2 separate regions of the Sus scrofa genome follow, and region 2 is linked to region 1. A link is a contact called in public targeted proximity ligation data. All regions are on one chromosome and are shown on one strand. The core of a region is the stretch at or near the end of the contact, and the rest is flanking DNA. Distances in the headings are between cores, read along the strand shown.

What was found.
Region 2: a targeted proximity ligation map of skeletal muscle shows a contact between it and region 1. A contact is called at or near these places in 1 of 47 Hi-C or Micro-C datasets (embryonic fibroblasts) and 1 of 2 datasets of targeted methods (skeletal muscle).

The regions. Positions count from the first base shown.
Region 1 is chr3:113,329,580-113,332,636 of Sscrofa11.1, forward strand. All of the region lies in intron 8 of DTNB (dystrobrevin beta), which reads left to right. Among named protein-coding and RNA genes, the nearest start is that of DTNB, 100 kb to the left of the region's middle.
Region 2 is chr3:113,475,396-113,478,451 of Sscrofa11.1, forward strand. DTNB (dystrobrevin beta) reads left to right here. Exons shown (of 21, transcript XM_021087744.1): 21 at 1,135-1,614. The coding sequence ends at 1,498. Among named protein-coding and RNA genes, the nearest start is that of DNMT3A, 110 kb to the right of the region's middle.

The DNA of each region.
Region 1 (3,057 bases), core at 507-3,006:
CAGTGGACTCTCACAGGAACAAAAAATCCAGAAGAGGAATCAAGAGCAAGAATGGGGAGTGTCTTATAGGCCTTGCTGAAAAGGTGAGATTCGCATAGTCTTAGATGTCGCTCTGCAGACGTCTGGAGAAGGGCAGGCGTTCTCAGGGTTGAGGTCCTAGCGCAAGAATGTGCCTGTGAATTCAGGGAACAGCAAAAGGGCCAGAGTAGCCAGTGTGGGGTGAGCAGCGGGAAAGTCGGAGGAGAGAGAGTCAAAGAGGTACTAACAAGGGCCGTTGGACGGACTTTGGCTTTTACTCTGAGTGAAGTGAGTCTGTATAGGGTTTTGAGTAGGAAAATGGCTTGAATTGATTTGTATTTTATTTTCTTGATTTGTTTATTTTTGGTCACGCCCCATGCCATGTGGAAGTTCCCAGGCCAGGGATCAAACCCGAGACACAGCTGTAACCAGAGACACAGCAGTGACAATGCCAGATCCTTAACCTGCTGAGCCACGAGGGAACTCCTTGATTTATATTTTAAAATGATCAGTTTGAATGCCATGTAAAGAGTAAACAGTGGAAGGAAGAGAGAGAAGCAGGCCATTTCGGAAATGATTGCAGTAATTAATGTGGTAGGATGTTAGCAGCAGAGGTGGTAAAAGGGTTGAATTAGGATGTATTTTATAAACCTGCCTCATGGGTTGGATGTGGCTTGTGAGAGGAAAGGATTCAAAGGAAACCCTATGATTTTTTCCTAAGCAGCCGGAAGATGGGATTGCCATCAGCTGAGATGGGAAAGGTTAGGGTTAAAGATCATTTATCAGTGATTTTCAAAACCCAACAACAATACTGTATCTAAAGTACTTTGAAAGGATCTTCCTCCAAATCAGAAACACTTAAATATGGTAATAGAAATCCTGATAAATATTATGCGTAGTTGTTTGAATGAAGTATTCTTTTAAAAATTATAATCCAGTAGAAAACACTGTCTCTGTGACTGAATCAACCACGTTAGCGGAAATGCTTGTTCACATTGCAAGGCTGGACTGGTCAACGGGAACCACCTCTATGTGGCCTCTGAACGTGGCTCAGGCTTTTCACAGCGTGGCGGCTGGGCTTTAGGAGAGAGCAGTCCTGGAGGGAACACATGGACGACCAGCATCCCTGGAGAGCTGGGGGAGAGCGGCACGGCCTTGCCTGACCTCGCGGTCATGTGATGCAGGGACACTCTGCCCCACTCTGTTGGTTGCAGTCGGGAGAAGGAACGTCACTGGGTGATGCTGGAGTGGCGGTCCTGTCCCACGGCAGTGGAGCTTGTGCCGTGAGAGCGATCACTGCAGTTCTGCTGGGAGAATACAGTCTGCCACCCAGAGGAGAAAGCCTTACATCTGAGCAAGGATTTCTGTTCAGCCACAGAGACGATCGTGTTTTTCTCCTAAACCAGTACAGCTCTCGGGCATTAAGTACAATCACATTGTTGTGCAACTATCACCGCCATCCATGTCTGGGACTTTTTCATCTTCCCAAACTGGAACTCTTAACCGTTTCTAAACATGCAGGGAAGGCTGGAAGTCAACAAGCCTGCTTCCGTTCCTTGCCCTCCCTCCCCCATGCCTTATCTTCAGATATCTGCTTATGCTGGCCTTCACTTTACCAAGAGAAATCTGACCGATTCCCACATGGTTACTCCATGGCAGGAAGTGGATGTGTGTACAGACTGCACTCGCACCGCAGGCCAGTTTGTTGGTAGAAGCCCTCAGTAGAGGTAGTTATGTAACTTCGTTGGTGGTATGGAAATTTCGCCTTTCTTCCCAGCAGATGGCAGGCTTCACCTCTGGACGGAGTTAGTCTGTTCTTCAAAACCTATAAATGACAGTCTTTGAATTGTTTAGCAATCTATTAATATTACTGCTTTTTAAAAATATTAATGGGCCATGTGCATATATCCAGTGTAGCTGTTTGAGCATTAATGACATTAAACCATTTAAGGAGTCAGAGAAAATTATCTTTCTATAGACTTGGAACAATTGAGACGGTTGCCTTTGTTGGAAGCAGTATAACTTTCATGTGGTCAGCTTACCTCGCTTCACCTCTCTCCAATGCTAGAAGTTCCCTGAGGAAGAGGTATGCTTCTTGGCCTTGCTCTGGTTCAGTTCTAAATAGTTACATGTTATAATTAAACAATTACTTTGTACCTAGTGCTGAACTAGGCAGGAAGACTGTTTTTTGTTTTTTTGTTTTTTTTTTAAGTCGTAAGACAGTATCCTCACTTGTAGCAAGTTATACACCAGGAGTAAAGATACACACATAAAGAAAATCGAAACAAAATCTGCAAAATCTAGTCCTAAGGCCAGTGCCTCTTGATTCTCAGAGAAACTGCTGAGACTTGTCCACTGTGGCTCCGACCTGTTGTTATCAGTCAGTGTCACAGTTGAAGGTGACCGGCCACTCGTCTTGCATGGCACCCTTATTCCCCCTGTGGTCTGTTTGTGCTTCCTGGCCCCACCCCAGCCTTCTAATGGTCCTCACATCTCCGGTCCTTTGAGAACTGCTCCTCCTGGAGTTCCCGTAGTGGCACAGCAGAAATGAATCCGACTAGGAACCATGAGGTTGCAGGTTCGATCCCTGGCCTCGCTCAGTGGGTTAAGGATCCGGCATTGCCGTGAGCTGTGGTGTAGGCCGGCAGCTGTTGCTCCAATTGGACCCCTAGTCTGGGAACCTCCATATGACACGGGGTGCAGCCCTAAAAAAAAATAAACAAAATAAAATAAGAGAACTGCTGCTCTTTCATCAGTAGACTCCCTTCGCTTCCCCTGCTTCTCTAAGCACTTCTTTTACCCCCTCGTCCTAATAGAAATTCAGCTTTCCTCTAGGTGCTCCACCTCCCCCACAGCCCTTCCTGGCGGTGCCTGTCTCTTTTCCCACATCCCCCTGACTTTGTAGGAGTTGGGAGGTGAAATTATTCTTTAGGGTGACCGTATAATCCAGGCTCACTTGAGAGTGGAAGGGGGCACTATTAATTATGCAGAGATAGCATGCGTAAACTTGGATTCTCCTGGGTAAGCTGTTTATGGTCA
Region 2 (3,056 bases), core at 381-2,880, 150 kb after region 1:
TTCTTTCCAGGCTAGATGCCTTGATGCGGCCATAAGAGTCTTCCCTCCCTCCCCCATCTCCTGTGTTTAAAGTTAGGCCTCGGTTACAGATCTTACAGGCAGAAAAGCCAGGGCTGCAGCCCATGATCCAGAAAAGGAACTTTCTCAGGCCCTTCTGAGGCGTCTCCCCCTGGAGCAGCCTCCCGCCTTTTCCTGACACCCCCGCCCCCCGGCTGCACCAGGCCCTGGGTTCTGTCCTGCTCGCTCTCTGGGGCCTGCTGTCTCTGAGCCCCCACTGACTCCGGGATCGTGCAGGCTAAGGATGGGCAGCCCCGAGCTGCAGGAATCCCCTCCCTGCCCTGGGAATCCCGGAGCCCCCGAGGCCCCAGGGCAGGCTTTTGCCTGAGCTCACTGCGCATGCGGACAAGGCCCTTCCTGACAGCAGGCCTGGCTGCCTCTGCCAGCAAGCGAGTCCGTAGCTGACTTGCGCTGGGGGAGCCTGCCAGAGCCCCTCTTCCCGGGGCACAGAGGTCCTGGGGGACAAGGAAGCCATCAGGCCCGCCCCCACTTCATGCACACAAGGAAGCTAAGGCCCACTACCCAGGAGCTTGGAGCCAGAACTGGCATCGGAGCTGGAGCTTCTGCTCCTAGTGCTGTCCTCGGACCCCTCAGGAGTTATGAGAAACTCTGCAGCAGCGGAGAATGAAAAGCATAAACGCTCAGGTGGGGCAGTTTCACGGACCCTTGCCTTCTGCTCCTCTGAGGCCGTGAGGCTCAGGCTTTCCCTCCCTCTACGCAGCGCTTTGCGGCACATCCCCGACCTCTTCGCCCTTCTCAGTCACAGTTCTTCCCCTGAGCCTCCCGCATTCCAAAACCTTGCACTGTGAACACCCTTCTTTCTTCCCTGGAAACGCTTCCTGACCCTGTGACCTAAGCAAGCACTCCAAAGACTCGAGGTACCCCCAGAAAAAGGAAGCCCCCTTTCCCTAAAAGGGGGTGTGAGTATTGTCAGCCCTTTGCATGTTGAAAGTTGAAAGGTGCGCATTCCAGCAGCACCAACGTTGCACGTTTGTCTTGTTCCCGGCAGATGTTAGCAGCCTTTGCTCGGAGACCCTCAGCAGTGCCTGTGAGTCACAGTGCGTCTGTCCTGCACAGGCACGGGGGACGTGGAGCGAGCTGGCACCAACACAAGGAAGGCGAGGTCCTCCCCCAGAGGCGAATTCCTGTCCATCTTTCCACGGCACACCTGGACCAGGCCTGCGGGCTGCCAGACGTCACCACCCGCCAGGCAGAGGGGAGCCCGAGCCCCTGGGAAGTGGGAGGGGCGCGCCCCCCTCCTGGCACAGCCCTGCATGAACTAGCATCTTCATCACTCCCTTCCGGGCATGGTCTCATCTCTGCAACAGGGAATTTACTGGAGATTGAAAAGAGAAAAGAAACAGCACGACTCTCCTGTGTGTGTGACCTGATGGAGTTCTTGCTGGCATCTCGCCAGCATGCGCGTTGTCCCCCAGGGTGAGGGCACAAGTTTTCTCCCGACCTTTGACCTTTAAAAGCCAACAGGTTTTCTTCCCTCTGTCGTGCAAAGACAGCTTCAGGCCCTGCTCAGTTCAACAAACGTTCACACCCTGGCCACAGTGCTAAAAATAGCCTCCTTCCTTTCTCTCTCACTGCTTAGGCTTCCGCCCCGGTCGGTGCCGCCGCTCAGCAGCCCAGGCGGGAAGCGGGAGCAGAGAGAGCTCTGCCCTGCAGCCCCTGCTACGGCCTCCTCCCGCCGCGGCTGGAGAGGGGATCCTGGGCCGCAGAGCCCGGCGGGCCGGCGGGGCGCGCGGACCCGTGACCGCCAGGGGGCGCGCTGCCCGGCCTCTCCCCTCTCGGGTCCATTCGGCTCCGGCGCACTTGGTAATCAATCCCAATTCCCGGTGATTTTCATTTATTTTTTTCTCCTCCCTGGGCTCCAGGATGTTATTTTTAGTAGAAGAACTGCTATAAATATTTATAAAGGGCAGCGACTGGAATGAAGCGAGAGGCCCCACAGCTGGCTCTCCTACGGGCCCCAACGCACACGCCTCTGCAGACCCCTGCCCGCTGCCGGAGGAGGTCTGTGCAGAGCCCGCGGGCTCGAGCCACGGCCGCCCACGGAGCGTCACGTGGAAGCCTCGTTGGGGTGCAGCGGCAGGGCCCTTCTCCCCGAGGGAGGCCAGGCTCGCGTGGGGCGCTGTGCCCAGCTGCTCAGGGGCCAGCAATGAAGCAGGAGGGGCAGGTGCAGTCTGGGGCGCTCCAGGGGTGTGGGGGCCAGGAGGTTGGTCCCCCAAGTATGAAGAAGACAGACAGACACACACCCACACACACCTACACCCACACACACCCCGAGCCTCAGGAGACGCCCCCGGCCCAGGCTAGCGCCCCCACACACACCCCCGCAGCAGCGCCAGTGAAAACATCAGCGAGGCGCGCCCACCAACTCAGGGGCAGGGGTGAGAGTGACCAAATGGAAAGTTCTGGGGGACGTTCGGTGCCGACCAACGGCGAGACGCAGTGTGGAAGGGCTAGGCCAAGGCTTCACAGATGACACTGTTAGGTGATGGTGCCTCCCCCACAAGCCTGACTTCTCAGGCTTTGTGTCCCCGGCTCTGAGGACAGGGCAGAATCCCGCCTCCCGGGTCCTCACGTGAACTGCCTGCTTCTTCCAGAGCAAAAAGATTGAAAGGGACAGGCAGATTAAAAGCACCAGGGGGCTTCAAAACAGCCAAGTGCTTTGGGCAGCGGAGGTGCACGTGTGAATAGCAGTGTCACCTGGGCCCTGCCGCATGCGCGAGGCTGACCACCTTCCGGCAGGTGCTCACTCTCTGCTTGCCTTTGTCGAGAAGTAGCGTCGGGGTCTTCAGACACGAGAGAGGGTCCAAACTCCTAGCCACCTACCTTACCAGCACCCAGGGTGTGGTCAGGGGACCGAAGTGACCCTGGGTGGTCCATTTCTGTATAAATTCATGACAGTTGAGTTCCTTTCCCACTAGAATATCTACCATTTTCTAAGGCCCCTGAAGTGCCTGCTGACTGCTTGGCATCTGCCTTAG